Regions from separate parts of the Mus musculus genome. Here regions 2 and 3 are each linked to region 1. A link is a contact called in public HiChIP or PLAC-seq data. All regions are on one chromosome and are shown on one strand. Each heading gives the region's core, a stretch centred on a gene start, on an enhancer-like site or on the middle of the called end of the contact. The rest is flanking DNA. Distances are from core to core; before and after follow the strand shown.

What was found. HiChIP or PLAC-seq counts read pairs in DNA pulled down with a chosen protein or histone mark.
Region 2: an H3K4me3 HiChIP or PLAC-seq map of bone marrow-derived macrophages shows a contact between it and region 1, with 7 times the contacts expected there. The contact joins two enhancer-like sites. A contact is called at or near these places in 3 of 115 datasets of contacts at active chromatin or transcription factors (the HPC-7 cell line, bone marrow-derived macrophages and pancreatic cancer cells).
Region 3: an H3K27ac HiChIP or PLAC-seq map of microglia shows a contact between it and region 1, with 20 times the contacts expected there. The contact joins two enhancer-like sites. A contact is called at or near these places in 1 of 39 promoter capture datasets (maxillary cranial neural crest), 1 of 484 Hi-C or Micro-C datasets (bone marrow-derived macrophages), 2 of 115 datasets of contacts at active chromatin or transcription factors (bone marrow-derived macrophages and microglia) and 1 of 9 other capture datasets (macrophages).

What each region holds. Positions count from the first base shown.
Region 1 is chr14:60,756,239-60,760,300 of GRCm38.p6, forward strand. It overlaps Spata13 (spermatogenesis associated 13), which reads left to right. Exons shown (of 13, transcript NM_001033272.2): 11 at 1-346; 12 at 3,345-3,419. Among named protein-coding and RNA genes, the nearest start is that of Gm34997, 9.8 kb to the right of the region's middle. Within about 2 kb of position 1,678, at least 43 of the 459 cell types and tissues checked have an H3K27ac peak or open chromatin away from gene starts, as enhancers often do. A contact at or near this core is called in bone marrow-derived macrophages and microglia, where this site is marked.
Region 2 is chr14:60,441,100-60,445,712 of GRCm38.p6, forward strand. It overlaps the pseudogene Gm6066. Among named protein-coding and RNA genes, the nearest start is that of Amer2, 66 kb to the left of the region's middle. Within about 2 kb of position 3,287, at least 70 of the 459 cell types and tissues checked have an H3K27ac peak or open chromatin away from gene starts, as enhancers often do. A contact at or near this core is called in bone marrow-derived macrophages, where this site is marked.
Region 3 is chr14:60,282,210-60,286,233 of GRCm38.p6, forward strand. Mtmr6 (myotubularin related protein 6) reads left to right here. Exons shown (of 14, transcript NM_144843.4): 5 at 2,708-2,836. Among named protein-coding and RNA genes, the nearest start is that of Mtmr6, 19 kb to the left of the region's middle. Within about 2 kb of position 2,257, at least 10 of the 459 cell types and tissues checked have an H3K27ac peak or open chromatin away from gene starts, as enhancers often do. A contact at or near this core is called in microglia, where this site is marked.

The DNA of each region.
Region 1 (4,062 bases), core at 428-2,927:
GAGTTGATTCATTCCGGAGAGCTGACCAAAATCACCAGGCAGGGCAAGAGCCAGCAACGCATCTTCTTCCTTTTCGACCACCAGCTGGTGTCCTGCAAGAAGGACCTGCTGCGCAGGGACATGCTATACTACAAGGGCCGCATGGACATGGACGAGGTAGAGCTTGTGGACGTGGAGGATGGGCGGGACAAAGACTGGAGCCTCAGCCTGCGGAATGCCTTCAAGCTGGTCAGCAAAGCCACGGACGAGGTCCATCTGTTCTGCGCCAGAAAGCAAGAAGACAAGGCCAGGTGGCTGCAGGCCTATGCGGACGAGAGGCGGCGGGTGCAGGAGGACCAGCAGATGGGTGAGTCCCCTCAGCCCCCTCCTCCACTGGCCTTCTCTTCCCAGATACTCCCTCAAGGGCTGAATCTGTAGATGGCACTGCAGGCATGTGCTCTGTGTAATATTAGCAGAGATGGCCCATACAGCCCAAGAATGTGTTTTTTGCCCTTATTCACACTTTACAGATGAGGCACTCCTTCAGCTTGATGTGGTCCTAGGGACTGACTACATAATGGTAGCACACACACACACACACACACACACACACACACACACACACACGCCCTCACCCAACCAGTAGAAATATCCGATGATTCTCTTTATTTCTTCACTTATCTATTTATTTATTTTAAATATATAAGATGCATTTATTTTACGTATCAGACACACCAGAAGAGGGCATCAGATCCCATTACAAATGGTTGTGAGCCATCATGTGGTTGCTGGGATTTGAACTCAGGACCTTTGGCAGAACAGTCAGTGCTCTTAACCACTGGGCCATCTCTCTAGCCCCACTTATGTATTTATTTATGCTGCATATGAGTATGCATGTTCTTGGTAGGGTGATAGGTGTGGAGGTCAGAGAAAGGCATCTAGTGGCCTACCTGTTCTCTCACCCTCTGCCTTTTCCACTTGTAAAGGGTCTCACTGAACCCAGAGCTAGGCTGGGAGCCAGCAAGCCCTAGCCATCCTCCTGTCTCAATCCCACACAGCATTGGGGTTACAGGTACACACATGAGCACACCAGCCTGTTACGTGAGCACTGGGAATTTTAACTCAGGACTTCACACTTGTAGCGCATGCACACCTTCCCACTCCTGAGAGGCCATCTTCCTAGCCCAGAGTTGTCAGACAGTTGTGTTGGTTTCCCTTTCATCAGCACTGTTGCAAAACACTCTACCTTCCCCTCACTGTCTGGTCAGTTCAGACCCAGTTCCTCCTGTGCTTTCCCGATCGTGGCAACCACAGAGCCTGTACCATGTGCCAGAGTGAGCTCGCGCTTCTCGGGTTCAGTAGCGTCCTTGGACAGGTAGACCATCTAGAGTCCCAAGATCAAAATCTCTGAACATCAATGAGGAAAACTTCACACCTGGCATCATGGGAGGGACCCAGTCAAAATGCAGATGCCCTAAAAGTGTATAGTTTGGAATCACTTTCAGGCTGTGTATAAATAAGATAAAGTATCTATGAAACATAACTGAATCCTGTGTTTAGACTTTGGTCTCATCCCCAAGATACCTTATGTGCTGTGTATGTGAAAATATTAGGAAATCTAAAGAGTGGCATGTGCTGGCCCCACACATTTCAGATAAGGGGAACTTAGCCTGTATTTTGGTTTGTCATCCCAACTTCCGCTGGCCTTTTTTTAATTGCATGATCTTGTGAGAAGGAAGGTGCCGTGTGGCATTCACCAGTGCAGCACTCACAGTTTCTGTGCCCACGCTCCGTAGCCACCCACACAGATTGGGAACGTGAACATGCACTTCCAGATGTGAGCTTCGGTGCCCAGAGACCAGGGGTGCACAGGGGTCTCATGGGTGAGAAACGCCTGAGTTGCCCAGATCTCAAGGACCATGTGTCTGGTCAAGTATCACCCACTACTACAGAGCCCAAGGGGCTTTAAGGGTGGTTTCTATGTCTCCTGTTCCAAGCCACCAGCTTAAGATATGGCCTTAGATTCTGCAGTTGGCTGTAGAAAGTGTCCTGGGGTCCTGTGTTGAACTCCATTGGCCTATCTTGCCATTAAAAGTAAGAATTTCTTCAGAAACTACCAGAGCAGAGACTAGTGTGACAGCACACAACGGCCAGCCTCACAGACGGGATCTGCCACTCTGGGTAGCTGCCCTTTAGACCCAAGGAAATCTGGACACACACACCCCCCTGCAGTCGCCATGCATTGGCTGCTGACCATCAGACCCTGTTGCAATAAGGCATGCCACGAAATCCTTCTAGAAGTGTGCAGGTAATTACTGAAACGTGAAGTGATGGGGTCACCAGTTCCCAGTTAACTGAGTCACTCTGCACTGTCTGGTGTGGCTATAAGCACCCGAGTCAGAATGTTTGCACTTCTTCCCCTGAGGGTTCATGACAATCACAGAAGAGTCCTGAACACTCAGCTCTGTTCTTCCTCTTGTGCCTGTCCTTTGCCTCATGGGCTCCTGTTGCAGAGTACCAGTGAGGTCAGGTCTTCATGCTTTCTCTGGAGCCACACACCAGTCTCTGTGTCTGGGTATGGGGTGGGAAGGAGACCCTTGCCAGTCAGGCAGTCATTAAATATGTCACTGCATAAAGGCAGGACATCAGAATTAACCAAAGTAGAGTAGATCCAAGACAAAGACGAGGGTCAATAGAAGCTGCAGAGGTAGATATGACTCAGCTTTGCCACATTGGAGCCTGGCTCCTCACCTCCCACTTGTGTCCCACCTCTTACCTCAGGAGAAGCAGCCACCTCAGCCACTGTGGTTGCTCCTCTGCCGTCTTGCCTCCCTCCAAAGCCAGTCTGTCCTCTCCCCCGGTACAGCTTACCTCACCAGGCCAATACCTAGTTGGCCTACCATATGTTGACAGCATTGCTGTCCACTGCACAGCCAGGGTGCAGAGTCCCAGTCTGAGGCTTCAGGCAAGTAGAATCTCAGCCCACAGAGCTCTTGGCACGTGTGAGCAGCAGCCCCAAGCCTCTTTGCCTTGGGCCGTCTTCCCAGAGCGTCATGCTTTAGACCTGCAGTTAGGGTGACTCCCATGTGGACATTGACCTGGCAGTGTCTGGTCTTGAGACACTAAGGGTCTGTGTGTCACGACAATTGTACCTCATATCACTCTCTAAAATACCTGAGCTCAGAGGTCATCGTGAGGCACCCGGTGACTTCTGGCACCCTTCCTTTTCCTCGCCTCGCAGGGCTCTTTACTTCAGTCTGTCAGTCTGTAGAGAATGCCTCCGCACTGGTGCGTGGTGTACACAGTTTGTTCTGAAAATGTTTTCCCGGGTTCTGAACGTAGACCGCATCTGTTTCCAAATCCAGGTATGGAAATCCCAGAAAATCAGAAGAAACTCGCCATGTTGAACGCTCAGAAGGCAGGACATGGGAAATCTAAAGGTAAGGTTGGCGGAAGCTTCGCCTGCCTCTATGCATCCCGTGATGACCTGGAGTCTGTCTCACAGAGCCTTTTTGCAGCTCTGCGTGGAGAGGAAAAGCCAGACTGCTTAAGGAACAAATGCACAGGCAGGTGGAGAGTCTTCTTCAGGTTTGGATTCAGGTGCCTGAACTATCTCAGTAGCAGTAAAGGCCTTCAGGGCTCCCAGTCTTGCCAGTGCCTTCTGCTCCTCATGGCCCTAGAGGATGAGTCTCACTGGGTATCCACTGAGCCACCAGTCAAGTAAACCCCTGCAACTTTGATTTGAGGAAGAATCTCTTAACACCAAACTGTTTGCCAGCTACAAATGAGTGCAGTGCATTCCAGTGAGGTGAGGTCTCAGCTAGAGGGGACTGCACTGCATTCCAGTGAGGTGAGGTCTCAGCTAGAGGGGACTGCACTGCATTCCAGTGAGGTGAGGTCTCAGCTAGAGGGGACTGCACTGCATTCCAGTGAGGTGAGGTCTCAGCTAGAGGGGACTGCACTGCATTCCAGTGAGGTGAGGTCTCAGTGAGGTGAGGTGAGGTCCCTTAGATAAGGAGACTGGACTGCATTTCAGTGAGGTGAGGTCCTAACATTCAGAGCACCGGTAGATAAGAAGACCCT
Region 2 (4,613 bases), core at 2,037-4,536, 310 kb before region 1:
AAGGTAGCCAAAAATTTTATTTTATTTAATTTTAATCAAACTATTCTCAAGATCAGTCTATAACACTGATATTTTAACACATTTTATTAAAAAAATAACTAAAGAGATTTATTGCATCACTAAACTAAAGACCATGTGTGAAGGCATCAGGGCCTTGCCTGGTACTGTACTCGGCTGTTAATAGCATTTTGATAGCATGCTCTTAAAGGGTGATTATTCTCAATAAATATAAAAACCACCCATGTTATTTCCCCAATAGCAGCTCATGTAACAAGCAGGCTGCCTTCAGTGAGTGCCTGCTGGCTGCACTCAGGGTTGTTTTATCTGAGGTCTGATAAGCTTGCTAGTTCTGGAGAGGAACTATTCTGCTTGTGAAAAAGCAGACGTGGCTTACTTTTTCTTTCACTTCGTATATAAAAATTCTCAAAGGCCTTTGTGTTTGGAAGTAAGCAGCTCTAGTTAGCTTCCTACTGCTGTGATAACCACCAGGACCAAGAGCCTCTTGGGAAAGTGTGGTGGTTTGAATGATAATGATCCCCAAAGACTCATATGTCTGAATACTTGGTCCCCAGTTTGTGGAATGGTTTGGGAAGGATTAGGGGGTGTGGCTTTGGAGGAGGTATGTTATTGGGGGCGGGGTTTAAAAGACCATATCGTTCCCAGTTAGCTCTCTGTCTTGTGGTGGATCAAGATGTGCACTCTTGGCTACTGCTCTACCCTGCCTGTTGGCTGCCATGTTTCTAACCCTCTAGAACTGTTAGCCCCCCAATAAACTCCTTCTTCATAAGTTGCCTTGGTCATAGTGTCTTATCATACCAATGAAAAAGTAACCAAGGCTTTGCAGACACCACTGTCCCCTGTTGCAGCTTGCTGCAGCCATGATGAACCCCATCATGCACTTTGACATGGTAACCAATGGCAAACCCTGCATCTCCTTTGAGTCGTTTGCAGACAAAGTTCCAAAGACAGCAGAAAACTTTTGTGCTCTGAGCTCTGGAGAGAATGGATGTGGATATATGGGCTGCTCCTTTCACAGATTTATTCCAGGAGTTGTGTACCAGGGTGGTGTCTTCACATGCCATAATGGCACTGGTCCATCTACAGGGGGAAATTTGAGGATGAGAACTTCATCCTGAAGCATATGAGTCTTGGTATCTTGTCTGTGGCAAATGCTGGACCAGACACAAATGGTTCCCAGTTTTTTATCTGCACTGCCAAGAGTGGCTGGATGGCCACACGTGGTCTCTGGGAAGGTGAATGCAAACATGAGCACTGTGGAAGCCATGGAGCATTTTGGGTCCAGGAATGGCAAGACCAACAAGAAGATCACCATTTCTGATGGTGGACAACTCTAATGATTTTGACTTACTGTTTTCTTACCCACCAGACCATTCCTTTTGTAGCTCAGGAAAGCCCACCACCTTCCCCACCCCCCCCCCACTTGCTCATAATACCCTGTAATCTTTGCTCTCACTGAAGTTTTTGAGTTCCATATTTTCCTCATTCCCCTCCAATCTAGCTGGATTACAGAGGTAAGCTTATGGTTATGAATAAATACTAAATAAGAAAAAAAAGAAGTAATCTAGACAGGGAATAAGTCACCTTGAAGATTATAGTCTATCGTGAAAGGTAGTAACTGAAGCAGAGGCCATGGAGGAGTGATGCTTACTGGATGTGTCTCCACTGCTTGCTCTGCTTGCTTTCTTACACTCAGGACCACTTGCTCAGGGATGACATCATCCACAGTGAGCCCACATCAATTAGTAATCAAAAAAAAAAATTCCCCCACAAACTTGCTTCAGGCCAATCTGATGAATTTCAACTTTCTTAAGTGAGATTGCCTCTGTTCATATCGCCTGGCATGTGTCAACTTGACAAAAACTAGCCCACACAGTAATAAGTGTACCCTACATTTCCTCCAGTCAGGAGCTCTCTGGGAGAAGCACAGTGTGTTTGAGTTTGAAGGGCCTGCCTATCTCTGGAGTCAGAAAAACCTGCAGGATGAGAAGTTCTGCACAGACAAAGCCACTTTTCATGAATAAGTGTCAAGCCGCAGTCTCTGCCGTTGGCATGTAGCCGAGATACCATGGTTTTCATTCTTAGGGGCATCTAGTTGTGAACAGCATTGCTGAACCTGGGGACCCTGCACTTGCCCCTTCTTTGATTGTAATGTATATAAATTCAATAAGCATTTGCAAAGATGTGTTATTTAAAAAGAGAGAGAGAGAGAGAAACAAACCTGTGTCTGCAAGATTGCTCTGACAAACTAAATGTCAGTGTAATATGAGTTATAGCCAATACTGTCCTCCATCTCCATAGTTACCGACTTAGTGGGGCAACTTAACTCTCAGGGAGGGGGGTATTAGCTTTGAATGGCTTTCTTTCTCCATTCATAGCTGTTAGCTGTGTTCTGTTGAACACCACCTCTCCTTTCTCCCTGGGCAGGACCTTCCTTAATGGCAAATTGGTGTGATTACATAAACACAGAGTATTTTCTGTTATTATGACATTCTCACTCTAAAAATAACTACCCCTTTCAGGGTTTTAAACGTACATTAATTGTTTTAGCTGAGGTATACTTTATATGCAGTTACATTGTCTTAAGTATAATAGCCAATGAATTTTAACAAGAGAGTGAACTTCTGTAATGAGAATTCTGGAATTTTGGTTTCTTAAAAAAAAAAAAAAGAAAAAAGAAAAAAAGAAAAGAAAAGAAAAACACACAGAAATATTGTAAGAGTGTGCTTCTGTTTTAATCCCAGGTGTAGGGTGTGGGACTGGTTCCGACTGTCCGAAGCAGCTGACCATGATTTGCCTCTTGCGCTAGCAAAAGTGTGGTTTTGCCAGCTGCAGATAATTTCTATGATTGTGTGACATTCGGAATTCTGGAAACTTTTCATAGTGCATATAAATTCGGAGGCCCTGAGAGGGGAGGGTTGGTGGTTGGTGTTTATTTAGGGAAGTTATTTACCATTTGGTACTTGGAGTCAAAGAAGAAACAAAAAGAAAGAAATTAGATTCAGGGATTTTCCTAATTCCTCTCTCCCTTCTATCCTTGTTTCTTTCCTACCTAGTATTAAAGGGTTAAAGGGGGTGGGCAATGGATAAAGGGTGGAAAAAAAGAACCTACCAAGTAGCAGAGACCAGCTACAGAGTCTGTAGGATATCTAAAGAGGGCTGGTGCATCAGTTTGAGTGCATTAGTGAAAACCTCAGACACCAGTCATGTGCTGCCATTGCGTTAGGAAAAGGAAATTAACAAACACTTCCCCTTTGAGTAATTCTGTTTCTTTACTTCCCCCTTTCTGTGGTTTTCTGTCTGAATTTGTACCTGTCTGAATGCTGCCCTGTGAGTCTGTCTGTCCCTGTGTCTGTGTGTCTGTTCCTAACAGGGCTTTGTTCTGTATTTATTGAACAGCACAGAAAGCAACACATGAACGAGGGATTTTACAGAAATCTTTAGCAGAGTTTACAAGGGGTTAAGTCATTCACTCCACCTGCCCCCAACTCACCCAGATAAGCAAATAAATACAGCTATAAATCGATAGAAGAAAGCTGCTTTCAGTGTTGATGGTGGGTATGATTATCACAGCAAACCTGCAAACATACAAGCAGGTCAGGGTCATGGAAGAGGACATAAGGAGATTACAGCTTCCACTCTCTGCGGTTGTAAAAGCTGATTGCTCAGGAAACCCAAGGCAAGTGAGGTTGGTCATTATTGTGTCTCTTGAAGGCAGGGTAACGTGCATTACCAACCTTGGCCTTGAGGTCCAGCAAAAACTTCTTTCTGGTCCCTTACAATATTAGGGATATTTTCATGGCAATGATCAGATTATTTAAAGCAGAAAAGACATGATAAATGTGCTGGTGTTGTTCTCTGGTCCCCCAGATAGAGGACCTGGGCTTGGGTTCCCCAAATCCATGTAAAACTGCAAGTGTGTCAGTACCTGCCTACAGTCCTAGCACTGAGGGACAGGAGCCTCCCTGGAGCCTGCTGCTCAGTAGATCTAGCTGCTCAGTAAATGGACTCTAAGTTCAGCGACAGACCCTGTCTCAACAAAACACAGAGATCAATCAAGGTCGACATTTTATGTCAACCACTGGTTTCCAAGTCTGAACACACATACACGCATGCACAAATAGTATCAACTGCATTTTTATATACTGGCATCTGAAAATGTGCAAATGGAATTAACGATGCAGTTTGATTCATAATAGCATTAAAATAATAAAATACTTACAAACATACTTTTTTTTAATGTGCAAATTTTAGCTGCTAGCTGTTTTCTGCTGCTGTGATCAGACACTAATCAAAGCTAATCGAAGCTAATGTGGGCGAGAAGGAGTTAACACCTCTAACTCATTAGATTGAGGGAAGCCAGGACAGGGACCTGGAGGCAGGAACTGAAGCAGAGGCCACACTTACTGCAGCACAGGCTGCTTACTGGCTTGCTCAGCTTGCTGTCTACACAACCCAAAACCATGGAGGGAGGAGGAGGACTGCCCCATAGACTTGCCTATGGGTTAATCTGATAGTAGAAAGGCCTCAGTTTGGGTACTTACCCTAAGTGTATCGAGTTGCCAAAAACTAGCCAGCACATCTTGAATACTAAA
Region 3 (4,024 bases), core at 1,007-3,506, 470 kb before region 1:
GTCCTTTTTGTTTGGTTGTTTGGTTGGTGTTCTCGACTCACTATCTCTCCAGGTTTTTTTTTTTTTTAACCTCTTTTTATGTAGGCACTTAGTGCTATGCACTTACCTTTTAGAACCTCCTTCATTGTGTCCCATAAGTTTAGGTATGTTGTATTTTCATTTTATTCAATTCTAGAAAGTCTTTAATTTTTTTTTCTTGACCCATTTTACATTCAGCCAACAGTTGTTTAGTTTCCATGACTTTGTAGGCTTTCTGTTGTTGAAATTCAGCTTTAATCCATGGTGGTCTGATAGGATGCAGGGTGTTATTTCAGTTTTCCTATATTGTTGAAACTTGCTTTGTGTCTGAGTATATGGTCAATTTTGGAGAAAGTTATGTGAAGTGCTGGGAAGAAGGTATATTCTTTTGTGTTTGGGTGAAATGTTCTCTAAATATCTCTTTGATCCATTTACATATATGTCCATTCATTCCAGTATTTCTTTGTTTAGTTTTTGTCTGGATAACCTGTCTGTTGGTGAGAGAGGGGTATTGAAATTTCCCACTATCAGTGTGTGAGGGTCAATATGTGATTAAGATATAGTAGTGTTTCTCTTATGAACTTGGGTGCCCTTGTGTTTGGTGCATAGATGTTAGGAATTTCAAGTCCTCTTGGTGGATTTTTCCTTGGATGAGTCTGTCGTGTCCTTCCCTTGTCTTCTGATTAGTTTTGGTTTGAAGTCTATTTTGTCAGATACTAAAATGGCTACACCCACTTGCTTCTTAGGTCCATTTGCTTGAAATGTCTTTTCCAGTTTTTTACCCTGAAGTAATAGATCCTTGATGTTAAGGTGTCTTTTTGGATACAGCAGAAAGATGGATTCTGGTTTCGAATCTCTATTGTTCATCTGTGTGCTTTTATGGAAGACTGAGACCATTGATGTTGAGAGAGATCAATGACTAATGATTGTGGTTTCCTTTTATTGTGGTGGTGGTGTTAGTGTGTGTGTGTGTGTGTGTGTGTGTGTGTGTGTGTGTGTGTGTGTGTGTGTGTGTCTGTGTGTGTGTCTGTGTGTGTCTGTGTGTGTCTGTGTCTGTGTGTGTGTGTGTCTGTGTGTGTCTGTGTCTGTGTGTCTGTGTGTGTCTGTGTCTGTGTGTGTGTGTGTGCGAGCACACACACGACATTTTCCCTGTTGATTTTGTTAGTCTGGGATTATGTATCCCCTGTGTCTTTTGGGGTGTGGTTAGCCTCTTTAGGTTGCAGTTTTCATTCTAGCACCTTCTGTAGGGCTGGATTTGTAGATAAATATTGCTTACATTTGGTTTTATGATGAAATATCTTAATTTATCCATCTCTGGTGACTGAAAATTCTTCTGGGTATACAAGTCTGGGCTGGCATCTCTGGTCTCTTAGTGTCTGCAGCACATCTGTCCAGGCAGCTTTCAGAATCTCCCTTGAGAAGTCAGGTGTCACTTTACTACGTCTGCCTTTATATGTTACTTGCTCATTTTCCCTGCCAGCTTTTAATTTTTTCTTTGCTCTGTACATTCAGTGTTTTGATTATTTTGTGCTGAGGAACTTTCTTTTCTAGTCGCCTATTTGGTGTTCTGACTTTGACAGGCATCTCCATTGAGTTGCGGAGATTTTCCTCTGATTTAGTTGAAAGTATTTTCTGTGCCTTTTGTCTGGGTTTCATCTCCTTCCTTTTTCCCATTTTTGTTAAATTTGATCTTTTCATGGTGTTCCAGGTTTCCTGAATGTCTTATGCCAGAAGTTTCTTTAGACTTTTTCTTCTCTCGTGTTTCCAGTGTCAGTGGTTCTCTCTTTCATATCTTGTATTCTGTTGGTGAAGCTTCCTGTTCAAGTTTCTAAATTTGTCATTTCCACACTTCTCTGAGTTTCGGTTTTCCTAATTAATTCTTCTTCCACATTCAGGTCTTTAACTGTTTGTGTTTTCGTAGATTTCTTTTTTCTTTTCTATTTTTTGTTTTTGGTTTTTTGAGACAGGGTTTCTCTGTGTAGCCCTGGCTGTCCTGGAACTCACTCTGTAAACCAGGCTTTCCTCGAACTCAGAAATCCACCTGCCTCGGCCTCCCAAGTGCTGGGATTAAAGGCACACGTCACCACTGCCTGGCAGGTATTCCATAGACTTCTTTAAGGAATGTATTTCCTTGTTAAGGGCCTTTTTAGAGGCTGTTTTAAGGTCTTTTTCTTGTGCTTCGGCTATGATGGGATCCTCAGTGCCTGCCGTGGCAGGGCTGCTGGCTCTAATGGAGACACATTGTCTTGGCTGGTCTGGGGATATGGCATTGGGAGATTGTAATTCTAGGTGCGGACATCTGGACATGTGTTTGTTGGGTGTTTGTTCCTTGGTTTCTGTTTCATCTCTGGCTCCTAGGGAGAGTGTGGTGGTTGTGTGGTGCTTGATAGGAAATACTCTGGCCATGATTGGTGTGGCTACTGGGGGTTACAGGTAAAAATGTGTTTCTGGGTATTGGGGTCGGACACTTTGGAATGAGGGTGGGCATTCGGGGGTTGCACTAGGATCTGCTTAGACTCCTGGGAGTTGGGGCAGAAAGGAAAGACCACAGCAGGTCTGCTACAGAGCTGGGGATGAGGCCGGGGGGTTGGATTTGGAGGGAGAGAGGAGGGATGAAGATCGCAGTTAATCCACCTGCTTCACCAGCCTCACGGTTTCTGATTGAAGTATTTTCATTTGATATTCGCAGGTCTGTGAGACTTATCCCAGAGAGCTGTATGTTCCTCGGACAGCTAGCCGGCCGGTGATCGTGGGCAGTTCCAACTTCCGGAGCAAGGGCAGACTTCCGGTCCTATCCTACTGCCGGCAGGGCACTGAGGTAGGAACCTCCTCTGCTTTATAAACGTGGTGAACTGAAGTTCTGCTCTAAGCTTCTGGGTGAACACTGTTTTGTTTTTGAGATACGATCTCACTATGAAGCTCTAGATGCCCCATAGCATACTATGTAGACCAGACTGGCCTTGAGTTTATGGGATCTGCCTGTCTCTGCCTCCTCAACCCTGGGGTTAAAGGCACATGCCACCACAGCTGCCAGTAAATATAAATATTAACTTTCACTTCGCAGGTTTGCTGTTGTAATGTTGGTAACAGAGACATGCTGGCTTTTCACTATCGTTTCTGAAGTTTTTAAAACAAAATTACCCTGAAGTGCTCCCAGAAATTCCTTAATAATGGGACCAGTGAATAGATAGGTTCTGTTTCTTTTCTTCAGGCTTCCTTTAGTCCTGCGTGTACGTAGAGAAATCGGATAGCTTGCTTGTGCCTAGGCAAGCACTGAAAGCAGGAAGAGAACCCAGGGCTCTGTCAGCAGGCCTCACATGGAAAGGACTTTGCAATGAGGAGGTGGAGGAGGCATGCCAACTTTGTAAACTGATTTTTAAATACATTCCCAATTCCCCACCCCACCCAGAAGATTTTTCTTTTTCCTTGGATTTTGGAATTTCACGGTTCTCTGCCTCGGTATGTCATTTACAGACAGCCCAGAAACTCAGGTTCTGCAGCCATTCTTTTCTCTGTTGGTTTTCTTTGTAGTTTTTCTTTTTTTAGCTTGTATAAATTGACAGACTTCCTATGTAGCTCCAAGTCTGTTTTCTGGAAGAGTTCCTTAATTCTATTTCTCTCTCAACTCTCTGATTCTTTATTTCTGAGACTGTGTGACGTTTAAGGGTTCTTTCTCTACTAAATTTCTTTAGTCAATTTTCTGCTGTTCTCTGATTTGGAGTCACCAACTCTCACGCAGATTTTTTTTTTGAAGGTTCATGACTTTCTGTTAAATGACATTTTTTTCAATTTTTTATTAGATATTTTCTTCATTTACATTTCAAATGCTATCCTGAAAGTCCAGACTTTTTTTTTTTGGTAGGAATTCTGTGTGGCTGTCTCTCCCTCTCCTCGTGTTTTGCTGTTTGGAAGTTTGCATGACTGACGTTGTATGCCTTTGCAGTTTTAAATGTTTCTGCTGTGCACTCGGCTTCCTCACCGAGGCTGTGCTTTTGCTAGTGTGTCA